3 separate regions of the Sus scrofa genome follow, and all the other regions are linked to region 1. The links are chromatin contacts, called in public HiChIP or PLAC-seq maps. All regions are on one chromosome and are shown on one strand. Each heading gives the region's core, a stretch centred on a gene start, on an enhancer-like site or on the middle of the called end of the contact. The rest is flanking DNA. Distances are from core to core; before and after follow the strand shown. Region 1 overlaps ETV3L (ETS translocation variant 3-like protein). Region 2 has its middle 40 kb from the start of ETV3. Region 3 overlaps ARHGEF11 (rho guanine nucleotide exchange factor 11).

The links. HiChIP or PLAC-seq counts read pairs in DNA pulled down with a chosen protein or histone mark.
Region 2: a contact with region 1 is called in an H3K27ac HiChIP or PLAC-seq map of alveolar macrophages. The contact joins two enhancer-like sites. A contact is called at or near these places in 1 of 5 promoter capture datasets (fetal liver), 13 of 47 Hi-C or Micro-C datasets (adipose tissue, alveolar macrophages, blood and 6 more) and 1 of 2 datasets of contacts at active chromatin or transcription factors (alveolar macrophages).
Region 3: an H3K27ac HiChIP or PLAC-seq map of alveolar macrophages shows a contact between it and region 1. The contact joins two enhancer-like sites. A contact is called at or near these places in 3 of 47 Hi-C or Micro-C datasets (alveolar macrophages, heart right ventricle and retroperitoneal adipose tissue) and 1 of 2 datasets of contacts at active chromatin or transcription factors (alveolar macrophages).

What each region holds. Positions count from the first base shown.
Region 1 is chr4:93,009,664-93,012,363 of Sscrofa11.1, reverse strand. It overlaps ETV3L (ETS translocation variant 3-like protein), which reads right to left. Exons shown (of 5, transcript XM_001929495.3): 5 at 1,105-1,586. The coding sequence ends at 1,120. Among named protein-coding and RNA genes, the nearest start is that of ETV3L, 5.8 kb to the right of the region's middle. Within about 2 kb of position 1,428, at least 34 of the 83 cell types and tissues checked have an H3K27ac peak or open chromatin away from gene starts, as enhancers often do. A contact at or near this core is called in alveolar macrophages and retroperitoneal adipose tissue, where this site is marked.
Region 2 is chr4:92,922,963-92,925,662 of Sscrofa11.1, reverse strand. No RefSeq gene overlaps it. Among named protein-coding and RNA genes, the nearest start is that of ETV3, 40 kb to the left of the region's middle. Within about 2 kb of position 1,257, at least 1 of the 83 cell types and tissues checked has an H3K27ac peak or open chromatin away from gene starts, as enhancers often do. A contact at or near this core is called in alveolar macrophages, where this site is marked.
Region 3 is chr4:93,128,517-93,131,216 of Sscrofa11.1, reverse strand. ARHGEF11 (rho guanine nucleotide exchange factor 11) reads right to left here. Exons shown (of 42, transcript XM_021089647.1): 14 at 977-1,051; 15 at 673-774. Among named protein-coding and RNA genes, the nearest start is that of LRRC71, 46 kb to the left of the region's middle. Within about 2 kb of position 1,311, at least 28 of the 83 cell types and tissues checked have an H3K27ac peak or open chromatin away from gene starts, as enhancers often do. A contact at or near this core is called in alveolar macrophages and retroperitoneal adipose tissue, where this site is marked.

The DNA.
Region 1 (2,700 bases), core at 179-2,678:
GCCACCCAGGCCTCACCTCACCCGCTTTCCATTGGGAAGCTCGGGTCCCGTTTAGCTTCACACCAGATCCCAGGGCAGCAGGCACGCAGTGGGGCTGATCAGTCAAGAGGGCAGTTTGCCAAGGGCATTTTATTCACGGTCTGCAGTGGAGTATTACAGAGTTGACGGGGCCAGTTCTCCTGACCTCAGGTGCCTGGGTCTTGGGGACAAGAGGGGACAGGAGCTCCAGGGTCACAGAACTCAGAGAGGTGCAGGGAGGGGCAGCAGAGAGACAGGAGACCAGCCTGGATGAGGGATGTGGGCCCCAGAGAAGAAAGGAGTTGCCCTGAGCCTCAGGGACAGAACAACTCCTGACCCCTTCCCAACCTAGTCTCTGAATTTCCCCCCTCATGTGAGCAAGTATGGGGTCCCTCAAATGATGGAAATTTTATTCTCCTCTCCCTCAAAAAAAAAAAAAAAAAAAAAAAAGTGGGGGAGTTCCCTAGGGGCCCAGTGGTTAAGGATCTGGTGTTGCCACTGCTGTGGCTTGTGTTGATTCTGGGCCTGGGAGTTTCTGCAGGCAGGCACGGCCGGGGAAAGAAAAAAAGAAAAAAAAAAAAAAAATGGAGATTAACAATGTTTCTTGGAGTTCCCGTCGTGGCGCAGCGGAAGCGAATCCGACTAGGAACCATGAGGCTGCAGGTTTGATCCCTGGCCTCACTCAGTGGGTTAAGGATCCGGCGTTGCCGTCAGCTGTGGTATAGGTCGCAGACACGGTTCGGACTTGGCGTTGCTGTGGCTGTGGTGTAGGCTGGCCGCTACAGCTCTGATTCGACCCCTAGCCTGGGAACCTCCACATGCCGGGTGCTGCCCAAAAAAGACAAAAGACAAAGACAAAAAAAAAAAGTTTCCTGATTAGCAATTTGGTGGGAGGGAGCGCTCTGCCTCTCTTTTCCTCTTCCCCACATATGCTCCTTTCCTTCCATGCCCTCCATCCCTTTGGTTTCAACTCTATCCCTTCAAAGCCTCCTGCAGCTTAAAGCTGTTTCCACCCAGGGGGAGGTGCAAAGCCAGAAGGGAGGTAGACAAGAGGAGAGATGGGGTTGGAAGGACCCCCACACTTCGCATCTTCCGCCCCGGTTAAGGAGGATCCAGGGGCCACACTGCTTTAAAGTTCTCCAGATCGCGGGACCCGGGGTTTTCCTCTCCAGGTTTGGGCCCCCGCCTTTCTGAGGAGAAACCCTCCCTGGGATCCATCGCGGGATCGGGCTTTACCTCCAGCCCCTCGGGCCTCAGGGACAAGAGCCGGAGCCTCTCCCCAGCCCCCTGGGCCAGCCCGGCCAACAGAGGGAGCCCCGGGAAATGCCGGGTCGCTGGGGGGCGCGCGGGCTCTGGGAGCAGGGCGTCGGGCGTGCAGGATCCTGGGAAGGGCTGCTCTACGGGGAGAGGGGGCAGGAAGGGCCCTGAGAGGCGGGGCCAGTCGGAGGGGACCGGGGGTGGCAGGGGCGGGGTGAAGGAGGCGAAACTGGGCAGCTCGTCTTGGGGGCTCCCCAAATGGCAGCAGGGGCCGAGCCGGCAGGGGGCTGGGGCAGAGCCAAGTCCAAGTCCTACAGAGAGAGAGAGAGAGAGGGAGGGAGGAAGGGACAGAGAATCAGCGAGTGCCCAATGCTGGAGCTGCCCCCTTTCTGCACCCATGTCCCATTTCTCTTTGCTCCTGCTTGAAACTTTCTCTCCCCACCCCGGGTGTTCCTTCCTTTTTTTTTTTCCTTCTTCAGATTTCCTCGTAAATGTCATTTTCCGGGGGAAGTCTCCGAGCCTCCCCAGCCTGGGTGAGAGCCCCTGGCTACCCGCCTCCTACCCCCTGATACACTCTTCCAGGGCTCTTCCTTGAGAATCAGGAGTTGTTTGTGCGAATATTTAATATGTGTGCCCAACGCTGTGGGAGCAGGAGCTGTTTGTGTCTTACTCTGGATCTTGGGATTCAACCCAGCCTGGTGTATATATTTTTAAAGGGCTCAATAAAAAAGTGCTGGATAGGAGTTCCCTTCATGGCTCAGTGGTTAATGAACCCGACTAGGAACCATGAGGATTCAGGTTCGACCCCTGGCCTCACTAAGTGGGTTAAGGATCCAGCATTGCTGTGAGCTGTGGTGTAGGTTGCAGACATGGCTCAGATCCTGCGTTACTGTGGCTGTGGTGTAGTCTGGCAGCGGTAGCTCCAGTTTGACCCCTAGCCTGGGAACCTCCATATGCCACGGGTGCGGCCCTAAAAAGAAAAAAAAAAAAAAAAAGGGTGCTGGATAAATGGATGAAGATATTTTTTGCTGTAATACAACGGATCAAGTCTTCCCTCAACTTGTCCCTCTAGCAGATGGCTGTGGTTCTGGTCTAGTTGGGCAAAAACTAGTTGTGAGGCCCTGGGTTTGTAGTTTAAATCAGACCTATGAAAGGGGAAGGTAGGAGTTCCCGTCGTGGTGCAGCAGTAATGAACCCAGCTAGTATCCATAAGGATGCAGGTTCAATCCCTGGCCCAGCTCAGTGGGTTAAGGATCCCAAGTTGCCGTGGGCTGTGGTATAGGTCACAGACGCTGCTCAGATCTGCAGTGCTGTGGTTGTGCTATAGGCCGGCAGCTGCAGCTCTGATTGGACCCCTAGCCTGGGAACCTCCATATGCCTCGAGTGCAGCCCTAAAGAGCAAAAAATAAGGTGGGGGGAAATAGT
Region 2 (2,700 bases), core at 8-2,507, 87 kb after region 1:
AGGAGAGTCCTGGCTGTGCTGAGGCACAGGTGTGCTCAGTACGTATTTGCTGAGTGGGAACCAGTCACGGCTGCCACGTGCAGCTTGGCTGAGAGCTTCCTGCCTTGGTCCAGAGCATGTGTGACACCCAGTGTCCTCACAGGAGGGCTGGGACGAGGGTGAGACCACAAGACCCCCCTCTCAGGATCCCACCCTGCCCTTGCCCCAGCCTGAGAGTGGGGCCTCCTGGTCTCCCCTGTTCTCGGGGCCCTGGGACCTGCCTCAGAAAGGGGAGGGGCAAGATCCTGGTCACATCACAGATGACCCCTTGCTGCAGGGCTGTGGGAGCCCAGCACAGAGAGCACCTGGTTCCATCTGGGCAGGATGGGGCGGCTCCCAGGGGCCATGTGAGCTGCAACTGGAAGGGTCGGCAGACATTTGACAGGGGCGGGAGGGAGGGTCTTAACTCCAGGGAGTGAGAGCTGGTGACCGGCTGGAGGCTGATGGGGGCTCTTTCTTAGTCCCGGAAAGGAAGGGGGGGACCCCTGAAATGGGGAGGTTTTTTCCAGGTCCCTGCTCCTGCGGGGGCTCCCCCTCCCCCTGAGCCCCCAGTGGGAGAGTCTCAAAGGTCTGTGGACCTCATCTCCGGGGCTGTGGGTGGGGATCTGTGAGCCCACCCTCTTCCCTGTGGGGTGGCTGTTGTGGCCTGAGCCCCTCCCTGTGTGTGTAGGAGGACGTGCTGGGTGTTGTGGTCTGTCCTCTCCCCGCTGAATGGAAGAGAGATGCTGAGGACATGTCCAGTCAAGGACCATGAGGGAAACTTGATAAAGGCATTCCAGTGGGAAGGGGCCCAACTTTGTGGTTGGGCTGAGGTCGGGCAGGGGCCATGCCTGGGAGCTGGCACAAGCCAGGGAAGGGAGCAGTCTCTCCACCTGGGTGGGGGGTTCTCCAGCTTTAAAAGGTAATGCAGCTGGAGTGACTGATGGGATGGATGTGAAGACTAAGATGAAGAGGCCCCATGAGAGCGAGACCCTGAAACGCCCTAGGAGGATAGTTGGCTGCCCCAGGAAGGAGGACAGGTCCCCCAGTCTGCAGCTCACACACAGTGGGGTCCCTGGTCCTGCTGGGAGACCAGCTGAGGCTTCTCACGCCAGCAGCCTGTGCAGGTCTGAGCTGTGGCTGGAGGTGCCGGCCACCTTGTGATGCACTGAGGACCTAGGGAGGTGGCTGTGGTTGGACAAGGGCCGGCTTGATCTTAGAGGCTGCTGAGATGCAGCCACAGGCCTTAGTTCCTCTGCCTGCGGTGATGCAAGGGAGCGGAGAGGCTGCCCTGGTCAGGCCCGGCCTTCCTCCCCCTCATGTGGCTTCTCAAGGTCTGAGTCATCTTGTGTGGGACAGTCACTGCACTGAGAGGGACATGGATCCAGAAAGACCATTGGTTTGGGGGTCTGAGGCCTGGTCTGAGGCCTGATCCTGCTACGTACTGACTTTCCAGAACCTGGGTTACCACCCTATGTGGAACCTGAGTTTCCTCATCTGAATTACGAGAAGAGAAAGGTAGCTGCTTGCCTCTGGCAGGTGGATGTGGTGGTAAACTGGACTGTATAGACAAGTGGGGGGCGCTGATGATGCTTTAATTCTGGCTGGAGACCAGGGGAGATGTGTCCTGTAGATTCAGCAGGAACAGATGAAGCAATGCCCCATTTTTCCAAGGGTTAGACTTCTCCCATCCTTATCCTTTAGAAATTAATGCAGGGCAGGGGTCCATTGTCATGGCCACGGGCCTATGGGGCCCTCACATACCAGAATGGTTTCTTTGTGGTTTTTGCTTTTGTCGGGTTGCTCCTGCGGCATATGGCCATTCCCAGTGTAGGGGTTGAATTGAAGCTCTAGCTGTTGGCCTATGCCACAGCCACAGCAACACCAGATCCAAACTGCGTCTGTGACCTACACCACAGTTCTCAGCAACTCGGGATCCTTAAGCCACTGAGTGAAGCCAGGGGTCGATCCTGCCTCTTCATGGATACCAGTCAGTTTCCTTAGCATTTCGCCACCCCAGGACCTCCCCAGAATGGTTTCCTCTAGGCTGCTCCACCTTACGAGAGAGAGATTCTTCCTAATGGTCTCATATGGAGCCATGCAACGGTTTCATTTTCTCCTTTGGCCATGAAGCTGACAGCACTTATGACTTGAACCCAGCCAAAACCCAGACTGAGACTTGAACTCACAGTTTTTAAATTAGAATCCCCTCACCAGGTGTCTGGACTGACTGAGGTTCAGGTTCTTAGTGCCTCTGAGCAGAAGGAATCCAGTGAGAGACAAAGTGATAGGTGAGGAATAGATCTATTGAGACAGGACACTTGGGAGAAATGCAAGCGGCAGGCGAGGAGGCTCTGCCCCAGGATGAGGGGGGCACAGTTTTCTCATCCAAGGGGAGTGGTGGTGGGGAAAGACCGCCTCTTCCTCTTTCTTGGACGAGCAGCTCCTCCTTGGTATCCGGTAAGAGAGTGTTTGACCCTACAAGGTCCAACTAGAACTGTCTTGGTGCTTATGCAAATCAGCAGAAGGGTGGTCCTTCGACTCCTCCTGAATGCAGGCCTCGCCCCACCTGCCACCCAATGACCCGAGAGGCATATTTTGGGCCATCACTAGTCAAGCAAGCCTGCTAAGTTCCTCCTGAGCATTATTAACTTACAGTGGTTTCCCAAAGTTCCCTGGGTG
Region 3 (2,700 bases), core at 62-2,561, 120 kb before region 1:
GTGAGGCCAGGGATTGAACTCGCAACCTCATGGCTCCTGGTCAGATTCGTTTCCCCTGCGCCACAAAGGGAACCCCGAGCAAGTGGATGCTGACTCTGGCTTCTACCAGTGGCAGGCCCAGAAAGAAAATCCAGCAGTGCGTGCCATGGCCAAGAAGCTTATTCTGAACAACAGGACAGCTGCCTCTCTCCCTCACCCCCCTTCCTTTCGAAGCAGCTGAGCAGAAGGACAGAAACCAGGAAGGCTGTGGCTCTGAGCGCTGCTGCAGGACCCCCACCCTCCATCCCTCACAATCCTTCCTGTCATCACCTTCAGCCTGAAGACCTTTTATCGCTTTGCCCCTCTGCCAAGTTTTCTCGTGGTAACACTGTATCCTCAAGGCCTGCTCTCTCAGCTCCCACAGTCAGCCTGAATCCACCTTCATTCAAAAAACCTAGAAAGACCATTCCCTCCAAGCTGACCCAGAATGACAGCTTTCCTGGACTGGTTCTTCCTGCTCCTCCCTGTGCTATGGAAGAGTCCCCTCCTTCTAGGTTGCATCTTCTTTTCTGTTCTGTCTCTGTCCTCGAGATGCCTGGCCATGTCCATGGATCTGACTTATGACACCTAGAGAACAGGGTCAGAGGCCAAGCACAAGCGGGCATGCAATTGAGGCAGATCCTTGTGACTTACCAGGGGTCCAGGGTCTGCCTGAGAGAAGATGTACCGTAGAAAGACCCCCAGGTGAGCTGGCCGGGACTTAAGTTTCTCGAAGTCCTGGAAAACGATGTCGCTCTGGAAGGCAGAAGGACAGACAGGGCTGGGGGCACAGCAGCACTGCCTGTTGCAGCTGAGCTCCCATGTGCCCCGCCTTCCAGGGCTGATAAGCGCGGCCCCCTCTCCCATGCTGCCTTGCAGCTGGTGCCAGTCCAACTGCTTCTAGTCCAGAGCAGCTGGTACAGAGAATGATGAAAGGAGAAAATCAGGAAACCGTTACCTCGTTGTTGAAATAACCCGGGTCATAATCTTCCTCTGGGCCAATAATTAAAGGCTTTGGGCTTTGATCTACACCCTGGGGGAGAGAGTCGAGCTGTAGAGATGAGAGGTTAGAGGACAGGAGTCTAGCCCCCTCAATGGTGTCTGGTTAGTGACAGCACAGCGCTGGCAGGGAAAGCCACACGGGGCTGGTAAACACTGGCGTCTCACTACCACCCCCAAATCTCAGAGAACAGAACAAATGATTTCCATTTGCAGGAAGGCAACTGCTTCTGGGTGGGGCCAGGCAGACTCAGAGCAGCCTGGTCACATGATGCATGAAGATGGGAAGTGAGAGAAAGTGTTCTCTTCCTGTTTGTGAAAGGAGTGTCAGCCCACAAAACAAGAACCTAGAGCTCCTGCTGGACTGTTGGGCTGAGGGCTTTGTTGGTCTCAACAGCCCCCGCCACAATACCTTCCAAAGCTACGGCTCTCGAGCTCCTGTGTGCTGTCCCCTCGTAGTCTCTGCCTCCTTGAGCAAAAGGGGATGGAGCTGATCCTTCTTCAACTCCACTTTCATCACTCCCCCTGCCTGCTCAAGAATCTATGATAGACCCCCATTTCCTGTCTACAATCCAAGCTTCTTTTTTTTTTTTTTTTTGTCTTTTTGCCTTTTCTAGGGCCCTCCCGTGGCATATGGAGATTCCCAGGCTAGGGGTCTAATCGGAACTGTAGCCGCCAGCCTACACCACAGCCACAGCAATGTGGGATCCAAGCCGCGTCTGCGACCTACACCACAGCTCATAGCAACGCCAGATCCTTAACCCACTGAGCAAGGCCAGGGATCGAACCTGCAACCTCATGGTTCCTAGTTGGATTCGTTAACCATTGAGCCACGACGGGAACTCTTTGTTATTTTTATTTTTTTGTCAATCCAAGCTTCTTAGCTTGGCTTTTGGAGTTCCCCTCCATGCCACTGATTAGGTAGGACGATGAGAGGTTTCATGTTGTATAAACTTCTCAGATGCTTCGCTAGATATGCCTTTCTCCTAAAAGCTCCCTGAGCATTCAAAGATTTCCTGCCAACTGGATTTTTCACTCAATTTCCTCTACCTCATTTCCAGTGATTCCCCATTAAAGGCTATGCTCTGGAATCCATCTAGAGTAGGCACTTCTCATGCCTGCCTTTTCCCAGGTCTAAGACACCCTCCTACTCCACCTTTTCAAGGGGCTTTTCCTGACAGTTCCTTCCTGACACTCCTCACTCTTGTCCTCCTGGGTATTTACAGACTCTGTGCTCAGAATGAGCAAGTCATAGAAGCTGAAAGACTCAGAAGACATCTCGGGGATCAGAGTCTAGCACTCACTCACAATGGAACATTCCAAGTTGCAGAGTCAGGCTGATGTGCTGGGTCTGTATCTCTCAGACTCATTCTGAGAATCCTCCTCTCCCAACACCCTCGTCTCTGAATCCCTGGGGGCAGGGGGGTGTCCAGGATCCCCAGGGGGTACTGTATGACCATTCTGGCTCTAGCGAAACCTGAAAGCACTACATTTTTGCTTGTTTTTTAGTCTTTACAAACATGTAATTTTTCTGATTACAAAAGCAGAATATGCTTATCATTTAAAAAAAAAAAATCAAGGAGTTCCTGTCGTGGCTCAGGGGAAACAAATGTGACTAGAAACTATGAGGTTTCGGGTTCGATCCCTGGCCTCACTCAGTGGGTTAAGGATCTGGTGTTGCTG